Linked DNA regions of Anas platyrhynchos: region 1 is linked to region 2. Evidence: chromatin contacts called from public Hi-C data. All regions are on one chromosome and are shown on one strand. Each heading gives the region's core, a stretch centred on a gene start, on an enhancer-like site or on the middle of the called end of the contact. The rest is flanking DNA. Distances are from core to core; before and after follow the strand shown.

Region 1 (3,916 bases), core at 61-2,560, 260 kb after region 2:
GTGCTACGCCTCTGCTGCTGCTGGGGATGAAGAACCAACACAGGGAGTAGTTAAACCCTAGGCCTGCATTCAGTGGCAGCTGTTTTGGGGACTGCAGGGAGTGTGGCCAACCTTCATCCGCTCCCTTCCAGCATTTAAGAGACAACCAAACAGTTCAATGCTTCTTTATTACAGGCAGGTACAAAACTAATTAGTCAAAAAGACCAAAGCCCATGTCATCATCAGATTCCTCTGATTCCTCTTTCTTTTCCTCTTCTTTCTTCTCTTCAGCTATAAAAGAAAAAGCAGTGAGAATTTTTTGCACCAATTCATAAGTCACATGCTGGAGGACTTAACATCAGGAAGCAAAACCTGGATGGTGACAGCTTATTCATCACAGAATGGCCTGGGGTGCGAGGGACCTCAAAGATCATTTAGTCCCAACCCCATGCCACAGGCAGGGACACCTCCCACTGCATCAGGTTGCTCAGGGCATCATCCAGCCTGGCCTTGAGCACCTCCAGGGATGGGGCAGTCACAGCTTTTATAGGCAGCCTGTGCCTCTGAGGTAACCCCAGCACCACGTGCTTAATTGAAAGGCTCCAGCCTTATTACTAAGCATGAGGCGTGGTTCTGCTCCCTCCCACCCGCACGCTGCCTCCCAAACTTCCTAAGAACATCTCAGCCCAAGGTTTCACCCAGCAGCTCCCATCCCAGCACCCCACTTACCCGGGGCAGCCCCGCCGCCCGCCGGCGCAGCCCCTCCCGCAGGAGCAGCCGCAGCCGGAGCCCCGCCGCCGGCTCCCACGTTGCAGATGAGGCTGCCGATGTCGATGTTGGCTAAAGCCTGAGAAGAAAAGCACCCGGCACGGCCTCGTTAACGCGGGGCGAGCTTCGCTTCACCCTCCCCCCCCCCCAGAGCCCCCTTCCCCATCCACCCCCCCCTTACCTTAGCGAACAGCCCCGGCCAGAAGGGCTCCACGGTGACTCCGGCCGCCTTGATGAGGGCGTTAATTTTGTCCTCCTGCAACGAGGCCGGCGCTGAGGAGACGGCTCCGAGGGAAGGAGGAGGGGGAGGAGGAGGAGGAGGCCGCCGCCGCCATGCCGCGGCCGGCCGCCATCTTGTGGCGCCGGGGCCTTGCACTCACCGTCACGGTGACTTCGTCGTCGTGCAGGATGAGGGCGGAGTAGATGCAGGCGAGCTCGGAGACGGAGGCCATGGTGTGGTGGTTGGGGGGCGCGGTGCCAGTCGCCGGGGTGGAACGGCCTTAGCTTCGTGTGAAGGACACAGCACCTTGTGCGGCCAGCGAGGAAAGGGCGCCCGGCGCTGAGGGGCGGCTTTATATCAGTGACCTCAGCCAATCGCAGAGCCGAACGAGGAGATGACAGCGCCGCTGGCCAATCCGAGAGCGGGGAGGAGAGGAGCTCCGCCAATCGCGGCGGGGGGGGCGGGAGGAGGCGAGGCGGCGGCCATTTCCCGCTGCCCCCCTCACGCTTGAGGGCGGGCTGGGGCTGAGGCGCCGCCCGCCGGCCTGCGCCACGAGGGGTCGCGATTTGGCACCGTTTTGCCCCAAAAACGCATCCAAACCTCGTGGGTGGCACCTGGGTGGCTGGCACCTTAGGGTGACGTTGCTTGCCTGAACGCACGTGTGTAAAAATAAATAAATAAATAAAATAACGATGTGGAAAGAGCCATTTGTGATCAATTCCCACTTCTAGGTGACTTTGTAACCTTAGCAAACTCCAGCATTTCCCCCTCTGCTATTTATATGTGATCAATCAATACCCAGACAAGGGTAAAGTTACTTAAAATATGTGTGTTTTTTTTTTTTTTTTTGTAGGCTGGTGTTCGCAATCTGTAAATAAAATTTTCAAAATCAAGCTTGAGCAGAATAATTTAAGGATTTGCAAAAAGATATAGTATTTAGAACCTTAAAATGACAGCGTTCAATGCATCTTTTACCCATCCCTTCCTCATAATTCGAAGCATCTCCAAGTTTCACTGGATGGGGATCAGATGCTACTTACTGCTGGAGATGGTGAATGCTGAATGTTGCAGCACTTCGCTTGCAGGTGACTGAAAAATGTAATTTTCAGGCAAATGAACTCACAGATCTAGTTAGAAGGAAGTTCTTGTGTAGGCTACAGCTATGCTCGAAATATCTGGAAGCAGAAACTGGAGTTTGCTTAAGGGCGTTGGAGTCTCTGAGCAACTCCAACAGCACCTCTGTAAATGTGCAGCTTGTGGAAAGGCTAAAAAAAACACCTGCAGGAGACCCAACCTTATCTTGTAAGATTTCTCCTAAACAGATCCCAGATTATGTTCGTGTATATGGGAGAGGGAACTGAAGAATGACTTGCTGAAGCAGAAGGAAGCAAGGGGAATTGTCATAGAATCATAGAATCATAGAATATCCTGAGTTGGAAGGGACCCTTAAGGATCATCAAGTCCAACTCTTGACACCGCACAGGTCTACCCAAGTTCAGACCATGTGACTAAGTGCACAGTCCAATCTCTTCTTAAATTCAGTCAGGCTCGGTGCAGTGACCACTTCCCTGGGGAGCCTGTTCCAGTGTGCAACCACCCTCTCTGTGAAGAACCCCCTCCTGATGTCAAGCCTAAACTTCCCCTGCCTCAGCTTAACCCCGTTCCCGCGGGTCCTGTCGCTGGTGTTAATGGAGAAAAGGTCTCCTGCCTCTCGACACCCCCTTACGAGGAAGTTGTAGTTGTAGTTGTCAATTGCCAATGCAGGAGGACCACCATGAGCCCATGTGAAGATAGCTAAACAGCTCAGATTATACCTCATGGCTAAAGACACTGCCAGCTGAGAAGCCAAATGATGTTAGATTCAGCATCTGAAATGTGCCTGCTCCGCTGAAAACATCCTGCATTGAATAGAAAGTAACTTATTGTACAGGATTTAAATAGTGCCTATAAATCTTTGCTGTCTTCAGAAAAAAAACTAGCTTCACTGAACTTGCAGGTTCTGTGTGTTCAAGGGCTTCTTGTTGGCGATGTTCCACAGATTTCATGATGTTGTACTGAAATTGAATGCATTTGTTTGGGGACAGTACTCAGGAGTTTCTATTGCTTGTGGATAAGAAGACAGGTGAATGACAGGGGCCAGCTTTTTCTATCCTGTTTTCATGGTGAAGGTCTGAGTGGAAATTTGGGCAGACCCTATAGGAGAGAAAAGGGACGTAGGTAACAGTTCTTAAACAAAAATGATTTTAAAATGAAGATGCGTTGTTTAAAAATAAAATATTATGACCTGAAATTTAAACGTGACTTTCACATAAGCTTAGGTTTTGGTTGATAAAGACATTAATTAGAGGAGATTTGCCCGCATCCTTGCTTCATGGCTGTCTTGCTGCATCTATCGAGTGACACTGATGTGGCTGATCTGTAGGGGCTCAGAATAAAGTTAAATAAAAAATCAGAAAAAATACATTTACGTTAAAATATACATATACATATATATATATATATATATATGTTTCTGTGTATTCTACAGTTCTAGGATCCTGAATTACTTCCAGGGTGATGAGTTACTAGGGCTTGCTCCAGAAAGCCAATGCTCTGATGTAGGGTGATAATACAACTGTGCTGATAAAGATTTCATCAGATAGCACAGGAGTGTCTTCCTGATAAGCAAAGCAAAGAGGTTGGGTGCGAAAATTTCCTGAGGTGGGTGTTTTACACTTGGAGGACAGTAAAGGGCAGTGGCAGAGATTTGACTGAATACACTTGAGCTCTATTTACCAGCCAGGAAAGCAAAACATCAGGAAGGAGGGGATGAACTTGTTCCAACAAACATTTGCAGCTGATATATATGCATGCGTGCATAGATATATATACATACACACACCATTTAAAGAATTAGAGATAGCTGGGAGTGCTAACACTGGTAAATCATGTCAGTTTTAAAACTGAAAA
Region 2 (3,711 bases), core at 149-2,648:
TGGTTCTTGTTTGTTCCTCTATGATGGGAATTTCATTTTTCTGTAGGCTATCCTGTTAGTTAAAGAGCAGAGAGAGTATCTACAAGGGTGAATTATTCATCAAAGGCATGAGGCTTTCTTTTCTGGCCCAGCTGAAGGTAACACTGTCTGTCTTTATTTCAATTTATCTTTCCTTGGTGCTTGGAGAATTTTTCAAAGTTGATTTACCTCAAATCTTCGAAGAGCAGAAAACCACCTAAATACAATGGCTCTACGAGATGAAGTAATACAACCCAGCGTAAAAGGAAGTGACTGAAAATCGTAAAAGAAGGGTCATACCCCAGACAGATGAACCTTAGATGCAATTATCAAGTGTCAGAAAGAGCAAACAGGTTATAACAGCTTCGGTCTTCCTCCAGTAGCCTAAGTTTTGATCTCATCCACATGTTTTATATATTGATAAGCTCGTTTGCTGCATCTTTTTTAAAATTAAGCCTCCAGCCCTTAATTTCTTCCTTAGGATCAAGCCCACAGAAGTCATTACAGCATTGCAATGTCAGGCTGTAAAAGCCTCAGGTGGGGAGGCATCGAAATACATGTGGAATACATCATTTTGCTGTGGCCTGTACTGCACCAAAAGGGAGGTCGTTTTACAATCGCCTCTTCATAACGACATGCACGACTACCCCTGAAAATCATGTAATTATGATAAGACTTCAAAAGGAAAGAAGGTAATTTATTTATGTAGTGTCCAGAAACATTCAGCCTCTCGAACTGAAGCAAAACTTGAATCTCAACATGGAAGTCTGTAGAGTTACTGCAACAGGAGCAGTCTGAGTGCACCAGGGAGGAATCACAGGGGCTATTAATAAAGCAATGACTAGAAGAGTGCTGCAGGGCACCGTGCTGCGAAGCACATTTACAATATGCTATAAAAGCTGCGTTTATTTTTAAATTAACATCTTTTAAAAGCAGTAAATTTTGCTTCAGAGAAAGCGGCCCCCAGCTGGAGTTTCCAAGTGATCCTGGCCTATCTAAACCTCGTGAAATAACAGCAGCCAAGCCTTCTGTTCTCCTGCTCAGCCAAAAAGCAGCCCCTAAACATAAACAGCACAAAGGCTTTGGCACCAAGCAGCATCTGTAATTCAGCACGGAGCCAGCTGTTGGATCCCTCATGGGATATTTTCGTACTCTGCTTTATTTTTGCTAACACCCAGGTACACTAGAGGGCTCGAGACACCCTTGATGCCAAACATCCTGCAGACCTATGGCACAGCGTCTGGTCTGAAGAGCTTACAAAACCAACAGCCGGGCAACAAGGGCTTGTTTTGTCTTTATTCTCTGAGTACAGATGGTGTGCAGTTCTGTGAAATTAAAATAAATACCAGAACTTAAATATAACATCCACATCCTCCAGACAAGTGATTGCATAAATATGCAGAATTTGCAGCCTTGTTTTCATATTAATTCTAACCACATCTCCCTCGTATCGCCAGGCAATGTTTTCCCCTTATTATCTTTCACCACCAGTCTCATTTCAGACAGCAAAGCCAGCTCCAGACAGCCAACTTTCTGATAACAAAACATCCACGGCTCTGGCTACCCCTGCAGCATACGACAGAGCTCTGAAAAGCTCTGCTTACCCTTTCAGCTTCTGGGAAGGAAGAGGGAGAAGGTGTGTGAGATGATGATTCAGAGGTGGCCACTGCCCAAGCAGCAGGTGCCGAGTTCTACTTTCCCATTCTGTTCAAGGCACAAAGAGCAAACCCAGCTCTTCATGACTTTCCCCGGAGTTTTCCATCCCAGATCTTCCGCTTAAATTCATCCCATGTCCCATGGCAGGAGCAAGGTTTGTATAAAAGATACAGGTCAGGAAGGAGGCTGAGGTCATTATTTTTTTTCAGGTTCACCTCATTGACTCTGCATAACACGTTTCCCTTACGTTTTACAAAGGAGTTGTAAAAAGGGTTTCTGTAGAAGTCATTAGCACTTGCACTGCAGGAGAACCTAAAGCCATCTGAATCCAGACCTCTGAAGGCAGGATGAGCTCCCAGGCTTTGCCTTAGGGAACGTGCTCTCCACCTTTCCTCGCCCTCATTGCCCATTCTGCCCTGAGGCAGAATGGAAGCAGTTAATGATAGCTGTGAGGAACACCACAAGCTGTGTGGTTGCCAATACTCATGGCACGTGTCTCTTCCTGCGGCTCCAATTTCCTGGCATCCAGGCACTCTCAGGTCTGAATTGCAAACTAGGCTCTGCTTTCCACTCTTGCAATCATCCACCCATCCAGATTTTTCTCCTTTTTAATTGAGAAAGGGAGGTTGTGAAATTCCTGTTGCTGAGCAACCTGATCTAATTTCCATGTCAGCCCTGCTTGGAGCAGGGGATTGCACTTCGAGACCTTCAGAGATCACTTCACATTTGATTTTTTTCTGATTCTTCTCTCCATAAAAGCAGGTGCATTGGGTGTCTTCATCAAGTTTTGCTTGAGCAGAGCCAGCTCCAGCCACCTCTAAAAGAGGGTAGGTAGACATCAGGAAGAAATTCTTCACTCAGAGGGTGCTCAGGTCCTGGCACAGGCTGCCCAGAGAAGCTGTGGATGCCCCATCCCTGGAGGTGCTCAAGACCAGGCTGGATGGGGCTTTGGGCAACCTGGGCTGGTGGGAGGTGTCCCTGCCCATGGCAGGGTGCTAGATTTAGATGGGCTTTAAGGTCCCTTCCAACCCAACCCATTCTGTGATTCTTTGTTCTCCAAAATGCACCCACTGCAGCCCAGAGCTGAGCTCATCAGTGTTTCTGCTTGCACCTCTGCAATAACATTTCAGAAGAAAGGGCAAAAACCCCACATGGCAGCTGTGAGCTGCAGGGGGAAGGCGTTTTTAGTTTTGTTTCTCACCATCCTGCTCTATTTTTAATTGGCAATTAACTAAATGAATCTTCCCCACGTTGAGTCTGCTTTGTCTGTGGCGATCATTGGTACATGATCCCCCCGACTTTATCTCAACCCACAAAATTTTCTGTCTTGTTTTTCTCACTTTGTCCTGTTGAGGAGGGGGAGTGCGAGAGCAGCTGGTGGGAGTCCGGCAGCCAGCTGAGATCAAACCCACCACAGCAGGTAATGAACTTTATGAGCCATGCTCTGAGCACTGAAAGCACATGAACAGCACTGTGGAACTCGTGATGGGATTTGTTCAAGTGCATATGGGTATCAGGATGTGCTCTTTTATGAAAATCCTGCAACAACACTCAGAGAACATTTTCTGTTTATAGTTGGGTCACTGAAATCATGTAGTGTCACTCAAATCATTGATTGGTATTGGGAAACAACAAAATTTTCAATTATCGATTCCAGTTCTTTGCTCTAATTTTTGCTATTCTATTTATGAGTGCATAAATACAACCATGATACGTAAAGCAACAGAGACATTATTTTTCAAAAGGGTTAAGAAAAAAGAAGGAAAACAAAACAAAACAAAACAAAACAAAACAAAACAAAACAAAACAAAACAAAAAAAAAAAAAAAAAAAAAAAAAAAAAACAGCATTAAGGCACTACTATATCATGGCAAGGCAGTTATTTATTCCAAGCTGAAGGGACTGGTTTCACACATAAAGGTGATCAGGGGTCAGTGTTAGCTCCCCCCACTGCATATATTTTCTTTGTTAAGTTTTAATCTGTTCTGCTCTCACTAGTGTCCACTTTTTTTTTCCAGAAGGAGGGAAAAAATATGAC

The links. A called contact is a pair of places that touch in the nucleus more often than the background predicts.
Region 1: a Hi-C map of small yellow follicle shows a contact between it and region 2, with 2.1 times the contacts expected there. The contact joins the promoter of RPLP1 here to the enhancer-like site in region 2. A contact is called at or near these places in 2 of 8 Hi-C or Micro-C datasets (small yellow follicle and subcutaneous adipose tissue).

What each region holds. Positions count from the first base shown.
Region 1 is chr2:4,232,141-4,236,056 of IASCAAS_PekinDuck_T2T, forward strand. RPLP1 (ribosomal protein lateral stalk subunit P1) reads right to left here and starts at 1,311. Exons shown (of 4, transcript XM_027452747.3): 1 at 1,128-1,311; 2 at 929-1,003; 3 at 709-826; 4 at 149-270. The coding sequence starts at 1,199. The coding sequence ends at 191.
Region 2 is chr2:3,976,908-3,980,618 of IASCAAS_PekinDuck_T2T, forward strand. No RefSeq gene overlaps it. Among named protein-coding and RNA genes, the nearest start is that of DENND3, 8.0 kb to the left of the region's middle. Within about 2 kb of position 1,399, at least 4 of the 8 cell types and tissues checked have an H3K27ac peak or open chromatin away from gene starts, as enhancers often do. A contact at or near this core is called in small yellow follicle, where this site is marked.